Regions from separate parts of the Mus musculus genome. Here region 2 is linked to region 1. The links are chromatin contacts, called in public Hi-C maps. All regions are on one chromosome and are shown on one strand. The core of a region is the stretch at or near the end of the contact, and the rest is flanking DNA. Distances in the headings are between cores, read along the strand shown.

The links. A called contact is a pair of places that touch in the nucleus more often than the background predicts.
Region 2: a contact with region 1 is called in a Hi-C map of cortical neurons, with 2.6 times the contacts expected there. The contact joins two enhancer-like sites. A contact is called at or near these places in 6 of 39 promoter capture datasets (the 3T3-L1 cell line, the HPC-7 cell line, cranial neural crest and 3 more), 1 of 484 Hi-C or Micro-C datasets (cortical neurons) and 1 of 115 datasets of contacts at active chromatin or transcription factors (astrocytes).

The regions. Positions count from the first base shown.
Region 1 is chr9:37,357,277-37,361,786 of GRCm38.p6, reverse strand. No RefSeq gene overlaps it. Among named protein-coding and RNA genes, the nearest start is that of Hepacam, 8.1 kb to the left of the region's middle. Within about 2 kb of position 1,961, at least 135 of the 459 cell types and tissues checked have an H3K27ac peak or open chromatin away from gene starts, as enhancers often do. A contact at or near this core is called in cortical neurons, where this site is marked.
Region 2 is chr9:37,932,011-37,936,520 of GRCm38.p6, reverse strand. No RefSeq gene overlaps it. Among named protein-coding and RNA genes, the nearest start is that of Olfr878, 16 kb to the right of the region's middle. Within about 2 kb of position 2,235, at least 5 of the 459 cell types and tissues checked have an H3K27ac peak or open chromatin away from gene starts, as enhancers often do. A contact at or near this core is called in cortical neurons, where this site is marked.

The DNA of each region.
Region 1 (4,510 bases), core at 712-3,211:
TTGATTATTTGGGAATTTCATACAATGCACCCCAACAACCCTTGATCCCCATTCCTTCCATGTGTACCCTCCCACTCTTGTACACCCCCCTCAAAAAAGAAGGAAAGTACACCAAGTCAAATCTGTGTTGTCCATATATTCACTGGAGCATGGTCAAATTCCCAATGGCCAGTTCCTTAAAGACAACTGAGTCCTTCCCATCCCCACACCAGAAGCCATCAACTGTGAAAAGCTACACGTCATCATCTTTATCACAATTTTTAAGGACTCTCTTCAATGGCTTCCTGTCTAGACTTTCTTTTTTGGTGTGTGTGTGTGTGTGTGTGTGTGTGTGTGTGTGTGTGTGTGTGTGTCACAGAAGCCTTCAATGTCTCTCATTCTTAATTATGAGTCTGCAGTCATTGATACCACTGCAAAAGAAGCTTCCTTGTCCAGAACAGGCAGAAGCAGCATGCATGGATCATAGACTTTCACATGGTTTCCAGTGGCATGGACTTCCTCATGGTCTCCAGTAGCCCCATGGACCACAGATCCCAACATGGTCCCCAGGATTGCAGTATAGTCATGCCTCACCCATCCCCCACCAGCCTTCAGAAAAATTGGTCCCACTCACATTCTTAAAATGCATCCCACTCACATTCTTTTTAAAAATATGTTTTTACCAATTCTTTGAGCATTTCCCACAATGTGTCTTGATCATTTTCACCTCAATTCCCTTAAGTCCTCCCAGATTCAGCCATACCGCACTTAAACATTCTATGTGTGTAGCATGCACAAGGTCTTGGGTTTGATTCCCAGCCCCCTTCCTTTCTCTCTTAACAACAGAACAGCCCCACCACAGTAATAAGTTAGTCATTTGCTTGATTAAGTCACACTAATGCAAATGAGAGAGAAAGAGAGAGAGATTGTCTTTCTGACTTTGAAGAGGTACACTGCTTGGTGGTGAGGGTCACATGGCAAGGCACTATGTCACTTTTAGGAGCTAAGAGCCATCAACAGCCAGCAAAGGAGCAGGAACCTCAGTCCTATCCCCACAGGAACCTACACGCTTGGAAGGGGAATGTGAATTCCAGCTAGGAAAACAGAGTAAACAACAGGTTGTCATATGTTGGAGAATGAGACACAGAAGTGAAGGAAGTCAATGAAAGTAGCCAGCCTATCATGCAGATTTCCATTGTGGATTTCCATTGTGGACAATTAGGATTTAACCTTCCTGAGGACTCTGGAAAGCAGTGAAGAATGTGTCTCAGACTTATCCAACCCCATTGCGGGGCAAGAAAGGTGGGATACTTATCCATCACTAACTACATCACTACTACCAGACATGGTCAGAGCTGCTGCTGAGGGTAAAAGCAGGATAATTTCCCAGACATCTACACAGGACCTTCTATGGAAACATCCCACCCAAGTGTCTTTCCTTTCGTAACTCCCTGCCCCCACACTGTGTGTGTGTGTTTGTTTCTTTCTGTTCAACTGACTCTGTACTTGTAGTTATTAATCCATTTTTCCTAGCACCTACTTTAACGAATATAAATAACCTTATTTTACAAAGAAAACCTAAACTTCCAAAGGGTTAGCAACTTGCTAAGAAGATCATGTAGCTACGACAGATTAAACCAAGGACTCCAGATTGACAATCAAGAAAACTTAGGCCTTTCTCTGTATTAGTGGCCTAATCGATGCATGAAGTCCTTCTCCCATGTACTTGAATCTCAACTCTGGTCCAGCTTTTTACCGCCATCTTAGTAACTAAGTTCAGGATGTGAGACAGCCCTTTTTGCTCCCTCCTTGTTCCCTCCCCACTATTGCCAAAGGTATTTTTAGTTTTGATTCGTAAGCCTGTGCACAAATAGTGCTGTAGTTGCTGCTTTTCTCAGTTCAATTCGATGTGGTGGAGAGAGGCTGCAGGGCAAACAGCAGCCAGCTAGTTTGTAGAGCTGAGAAGCGTTGCCTGGGAAACAAGGAATTTGTGTGCAGTTTTGTTGTGAGGAGGCAGGGCTGGGCCTCACCAGCAACTTCTGAACACAAGAGGCAGATTAAGTAGCTCTCTCAGTGCAAAACAAGCTTTTTGAAGCTTGGACAGTGAGGAATGGCCCTCTCCAAGGACATTCCCCCCCCCCTCCTTTCTTTCTAAAGTTTCCCTAGGTGGCCTTATCTAAGTGGCTTCTGAGAAATATCAAATAGAAAGTAGAGGAGTCAGAAGGCATCCCCTCCCCTTCCTAGGCCCATCACCCTGAACAGGGGGTTGGCTGCCTGGATATTTGTCTATATATGATAAGACACTCAGAGGAAAGGGTTTCTGAGGAGATATGTATCTCCAAATGCTGCAGGGTTTCTTAGGAGAAATATGTAATGCCCCCAAGGGATCCAGGGCTCCTGGGTAAAGTTTGAGAGGTTGAAAGAAGGTGCACTCATTTCTGTCCTGGAAGCTGAAAACACATCAAAGTCTTTTGTGCTGAGAGTAAATATTTGATTTCTGAATAGAATTTCCACCCCCTCAGAAACCCAGAGGAACTTAGACTTGTGGCTATGGTTGCTAAACGTGCCCTATTCAAGAAGCTCTCCAGAGGAACAAAGGGAAGAAATTAATTGGCCTTAAAGAGTTGGAGAGAACCAGCCAGCTTTCTCTGACCTACTTAAGATGCTGCCCTCGAAACTTAAGGCTGTTCTAGGGAGCATCTCTGGAGCCCCATGCTTGTAAGGCTTTGGTGTTGGCTATAAACAGGCTGTGAATCACAGGAAGCCACAGATGATGCCCACTCCTCAAAAGCACCATTGTCTCCTTTCTCTTTGGTCCTCAGATGGTGTCCACCCACCAACACCATCCCAGGCAAGGGTTCCTTCTCCATCTCCCTTCTCATCCGCCTCTCAATGAGGGAGGCACAGAAATGAAAATTAGCTGGCCAGCATCCAATAATTGCCTACTGTGTGAAAAGAACTCTATGTCCTAAACATTAAGAATGGTGGACCACGGGGAGGGAAGCGGCATATTCAAAAGCAGTAACTGGCCTCGGCAGGAGCTCAGTGGTGGAGCATGCGCTTGGCATGCACAAGGCCCTGGGATCAGTCCCAGCACCCAAAATCAAAATCAGTAATAGTTGGCACTATCCCTATTTAGGAGCTTAAGTACAGTTGGGGAAGCTGTATCTAAACTTCCAGTGAGTAGTAGATTAGTAGTAGTACATTTGGATTGCTATTTACAAATTACTTTTAAGTATGTGTGTGTGTGTGTGTGTGTGTGTGTGTGTGTGTGTGTGCTGTGCACATGTGCGTGTGCATGTGTGTTTTAATAATAGAATCTCCTTCAGTAAGTCTGGCCTCAAATGTACTATGTAGATATGTAAAATCTTGAACTGCTTGATCCTCCTGCCTCCATCTTCTGAAAGCTAGGATTATGGCTGTTTCTCAGTTTTGTGTGAGGATGGGGATCCAAGCCAGGGCTTCATGCATTCTAGGCAAGCATACTACTATCTGCCCTCAGCCAGGTTCCAAAGAAAGCAGTGAGTAGAAAGAAAGAGTGTGCTTAGGGACTGCAGAGGTAGCTCAGCCGTGAAGACCAACCACTTCCTGTGATTCCAGAGGACCTGAATTGGCTTCCAATGCTCACAGTGGGCAGCTCACAACCTCCTGTAACTCCAGCTCCAGGTGATCCAACGCTTCTGATTTACACACACACACACACACACACACACACACACACACACACACACACATGAACACATGCACACAAGCCCTTTTTTAAATCTTAAAACAAAAAGATGAAAAAAAGGAAGGCTCTGAGAGAGAATGTGGGAGAAGAGAAAAGATGAGTAATAGAAAAACTTAACCCCTACACAATGAACAAACAACCATACAACTACCAGTGGTAGGCTTGAGACACAAAGGAATTTGGTATATAGAATCAAAGTAGAGAAAAATAGGGTGTCTTAGTAAATCCTCACTCAATTGGTAGAGGAAGTGGCTTCAAAGACAGCCCCAAATGTTCACTCCTTGTGGCAATACTTAAAAGGATTTGGGTTTGCTAGCTTTACAGATCCTGGCCACAGTCAGGCTAGTGTATCTGGAAGCTGAGGAACAAGACTTATCAATATCCCTTTACTTGGTTGGGTTAATGGTGCACACCTTTAATCCCAGCACTGGGAGGCTGAGGCAGGAAGAGCTCTGAGGTTGAGGCCAGCCTGGCCTACATAGTGAGTTCAAGGACAGCCAGAGCTACATGAGACCTTGTCTCAAACAATAACAACAACAACAACAACAACCACCCCACCCCACCCTACCCCCCACCCCTACCATGATAGAAGTTCACATTGAACTATTTAGCTCTGTGTGTGTGTGTGTGTGTGTGTGTGGTTTCTTGTATTATGTAACAAAAATAGGGTAGAAGCAGGAAGATGCTTAAGTGTCATCATGGCAACTATTTGCTGTTAGTGTCAGCTCCATTTCTCAAACTTTTAAAGATTTTTTTGATGGCACCATGGTTGCTAGATGCTGTAGATAATTCATTAAAACT
Region 2 (4,510 bases), core at 986-3,485, 570 kb before region 1:
AGACCAAGGTTCCAACCCACAAGCCAGTGGTAGAAACGTTCAAACCACATCTAAACTGTAGCACAGGCACATTTTCCTCTGCTTGCTCCCACCTGAGTGATTCTTCTGCAATGATGCAAGTGTAGGGAACCATTGGGAACCATCTGTGGCTGCAACAGGATCATGGATGCCACTGTTATATGGAACAGAAGGGTACCACTGCTGCAGAAAGGTGTCCTACTCTTGGCAGCTGATGGTTTTAAATCTGCTCAGTTAATCATTTCTCTGAGGATGATTTTAAAGCATCATTCCAAGTCTCTGTGTCTCTTCTATTTCTTCTTCCAACTCACAGAGACAGTCCTGTTACATTAACCTTGACACAGTACTTTTCTTACATAATAAACCAAAACATGGCCTGACTTTCACAAGTATATCTATGATAAAAACATTCATGTCAAAATCAGAGTCATGAAGAAATGCTTCCAAAATCTTGTAAAGTGTTATATCACAATTGAAATAATTGAAAGTAATGGTTTTTGCAGCCTTTCTGTTTTGTTTTGTTTTTTTTAATTCATTCCATTTGTTTACATCTCAAATGATATCCCACTTCCCTGTTGCTCCTCCACAAACTCCCATGCCACATTCACCCCCTCTCCATGAAGTTGCTCCCCAACCCACCCACCCTCTCCTGCCCCACTGCTCCAGCATCCCTCTATGTTAGGGCATAAAATCTCCACAGGTACTTGACCTTTCAAAAGGAAACATCTAAATTTCCTATTGTGGCAAGCTATGACATTATTGTCGCTCCCAATAATGAGTCATTTTTCATAAAATATCAGCCTCGTGTGTTGCAGTTTGGGATATAATTAGGTAAAACATGAATTTTCAAAATTATAGGGTAGAACAAAATCAAAAAAATCCAGTTCACCTGTATTACTAATTAAGTGTATATATTACCTAATTAATGCTACAGTCAAATCACACTCTGAGAACGTTTGGTAAGAACAATATAACTCTTTGGTGTCCACCCCAATCCAACATACTGCTAATTATATTTCCTGTACTCTGAAATACATGTTTTTTTTTCAAAATTAACATTAGAGTAGAGGATAATTAAGGAATACCATGTATCATGTGATATTCATTGTCTTCTGCCTCACCGCTATCCTCTACTGTGTATTTCCAATGTTAGAAATCTTCTCCTTCCATAGCAAAGCACCATTGATAACTTGGTATGAAGACAAATTATTTAAATAAGGTTTTTGTCCTGAAAGTGTTTCAAGTCCAAGACAGTATTCAAAGCTATTTTGTACATGCACGCACATTGATGTGCAAATGGATTGGCTTAAGAGGTTGGGAGTCTCAATGAAGAAAATAATATTTAGACAGATAATACAAGAAGGGAGTAAGTTAAACAAAGATAGAGGCATGTAATGTGACATCTCTGAGAACTGTGGGAATAAAGCAGGGGATGTTCTAAAAGGAACAGCAAAAGAAAGGATTCACATGTAACAGGCAAGATACATACCAGGAATATCGGGTCCACAGTGGAAAATTATATGTTGATTACAAATTAGAATGGGAACAAAATATAACAAAATGTTAATGTTGGTTAATTGTGGATAATAGTTAAAGTGCAGCTCAGTATTTCAGGTAAGCATCCAATCAGTTCCAGAAGGGAGTGGATTATAATCAGGAATCCAAGGTACCCATAGAAGGAGACAGAGGAAACTGCAGCAGGCCCAAGAGAAGGTAGGTTTGAGAATATTCAACACATAATGACCTAGTGTGGAGTTTAGGCACACAGGTTGCTGCCTATTAATGTACACACTCAATTCATATTGCCCATTGATAAATTTCAATTAGATTCAGGCCTTGAAAATGCATCCATACAGCATTTCTTCTTAATGAACTTATGCCCCAGCACAGAACATATAAATAAGTCCTCAGTCATCATAGTTGCTGGGCTACAGCTCATCATAAGCAGACAGATGAATAGGCAAAGCCCTTAGCTTGAACCAGTCAGACCATCCTTTCTGTTTCCAGTCCATATATGTGTAATCATGGTAGCCCCAGAGTTCTTTGAGCCTGCTCTAGTTCTGAGAACTGCTGGATTCCAGAACTGTGAATAAAAGCTAAGTAAGATATTCAAACTAAATTTATTGCAGTTTCATCTTTTGACACCATCTTGGTTATTCTGGGCTCAGAAATGAATATGGATGAAGCAGCTGAGCACAACCTTTAAAGCTTAAATCTGTGTAACTGGGGAAGAGTATAGAGACTGAGTCCTCACCATAGGAAACAGCATGAGAAAGCCTTGCTGAGTTTTCCATAGAGATTCTTGTTTATATTTATGAAAATAGCACACACCACATTTGCTGCTCTAACAATGACTTTCCTAAATTACCTAAGCAAATAGAGATGCTACTAATAATCTATTCATTCAGTTATTCATAGTAGCAGCAGGTGGTAAACTTGGCATGTGAAACAAACAAAGCAGAGTCTCCTATCCACAGAACTCACAGTACGGTAAGGTTTGGCTGGGTACATTAATAGCATCCAAAATATATTTGCCCAATACATAAGCTTAATACCATTTATATTATTACATTATGTGTATATCTTAACAAAATGTAGGAATGTTTTTAGTCTGTGATTTATTGGATTCTCATTATCGTTTATATATTTGTTTACAAGTTTCATAGTAAATGTTCATTAAAGGTGATATTTACCAAAGACAGTAAACTCAATACTTATACAGCAACATCTAGGAAGACCAAAGATGGTTCATGGTGCCTGATGAACTGGTAGTCTTCCTGAATTCATGGCAAAATGATCAGTTTTGCATCCACATTTATTATTTGGAATGATCACTCCAGGAGATGTGGGAAGGTGCCTAAATGATTCAGTTCTGTTCAGCAGAACCAAGTGAAGGACCCAGAATGCCTCTAGGGCTCATTTAGATGCTTCTTATACAGAAAAGTAATAAAGAAACAAAGAGATAAAGGTGGCCAGCATCTGGAAAGCAGCCAATCTGTGTGGAGAGGAGGAAATGAGAGGCCCAGAAGGCAGGACTACCAGACATCTCTAGAGGGTCTCAGAAATTTGTAAGTGATTTCTCAGGAGTTGAATTTTTGTATTAATTAGTGAGAGTTCTTTGGATGTTATGCAACTTAATGAATCATTTGTCATTTTAAAATCTCAGGACTAGTATCACTCAAGTCCATGGTGAAAGATGCAAGACAGCTCTGGTGAATAAACATTCCATTTCTGTATAGCTATGTCTTGGCACAGTTACCTGAAGGAAAGGTGATCTAATTCTCCCCAGATAAAGGACATCACAGACCCAACAAAGACAAGCTCCTCAAACTATATCAAGTGGCAACTCAATCAACTGTAAAATCCATATGCCTTCAAAATGTCATAAATAAGTTCATTTGAGTTCTTAAAACATATGAAGTATGGAGAATTTGTATAAAGAATGCATGACCCTTCTTGATGTCCAGAAACTAATTCACTTTACAAAGACAAAATCTTCCAGTTGGCATGTTAGTAGATCCTTGTACAGTTAGTAGATCAGCCCATTGTATAGTTTTAAAGCAGATATATTTGCTTTAAAGAACATTGTGCACATTTTAATTACAGCAGGTAAAGTATTTAAAGTGGTTTTGTACATACACAGACGCGCGCGCGCGCATGCACACACATGTGCACACATGCACACACACACAAGGACACAATGCCTAGCCCTACAAAGTATAAAGACATAACTGAGAAGATTCAGCAAACACTAAACCACTACGCCAGGAGGTTCACTTAAGTAGCCACCAGGTGGTGCTAGTGACTCAATAACATCGATCAAGGCGAAAAGGAAGCGGGAGGGAGGAGGATTTCGCTGCTAATTCATATTCTGAATCTTTTTCAAGCTCTGAAATGTATAACCATGGATTTTATATAACTCCTTATATAAAATTTCAATGCCTTATTAAAAAAACATAAACTTTTGAAAGTGTTCTTTAGATCAACATTTAAATTAAAAGGTTTGAATGCATTTAATTTGCAAATCCTTAATGGGCACTGTCTAAATTGCCTAGTGAAAAAAGACAAGCGGGGCTGGTGGCACACACCTTTAATCCCAGCACTTGGGAGGTAGAGGCAGGCGGATTTCTGAGTTCGAGTCCAGCCTGGTCCACAAAGTGAGTTCCAGGACAGCCAGGGCTATCCAGAGAAACCCTGTCTCGGAAAAACAAAACAAAAAAGAAAAAAAAAGAGACAAAATAGAAAAGACATGACAATCATAATACAAACAAGGTACCAAAAAATGAGTGCAGCATAACTGTTAACTGAATGTTCACTCTTTTAAGTACTCTTAAGTACTTTTTGATATATTGATTCCTGCCGAATCCTAGCACCTAGTCACATAACACACTAGAAACATGATAAATGCGGAATGAATGATTTGATTAATCCACAATTACATAAAAGATGGTTTTAATTTCTGTGTTCTCTGGTTTTAAATGCTTACCAGAAC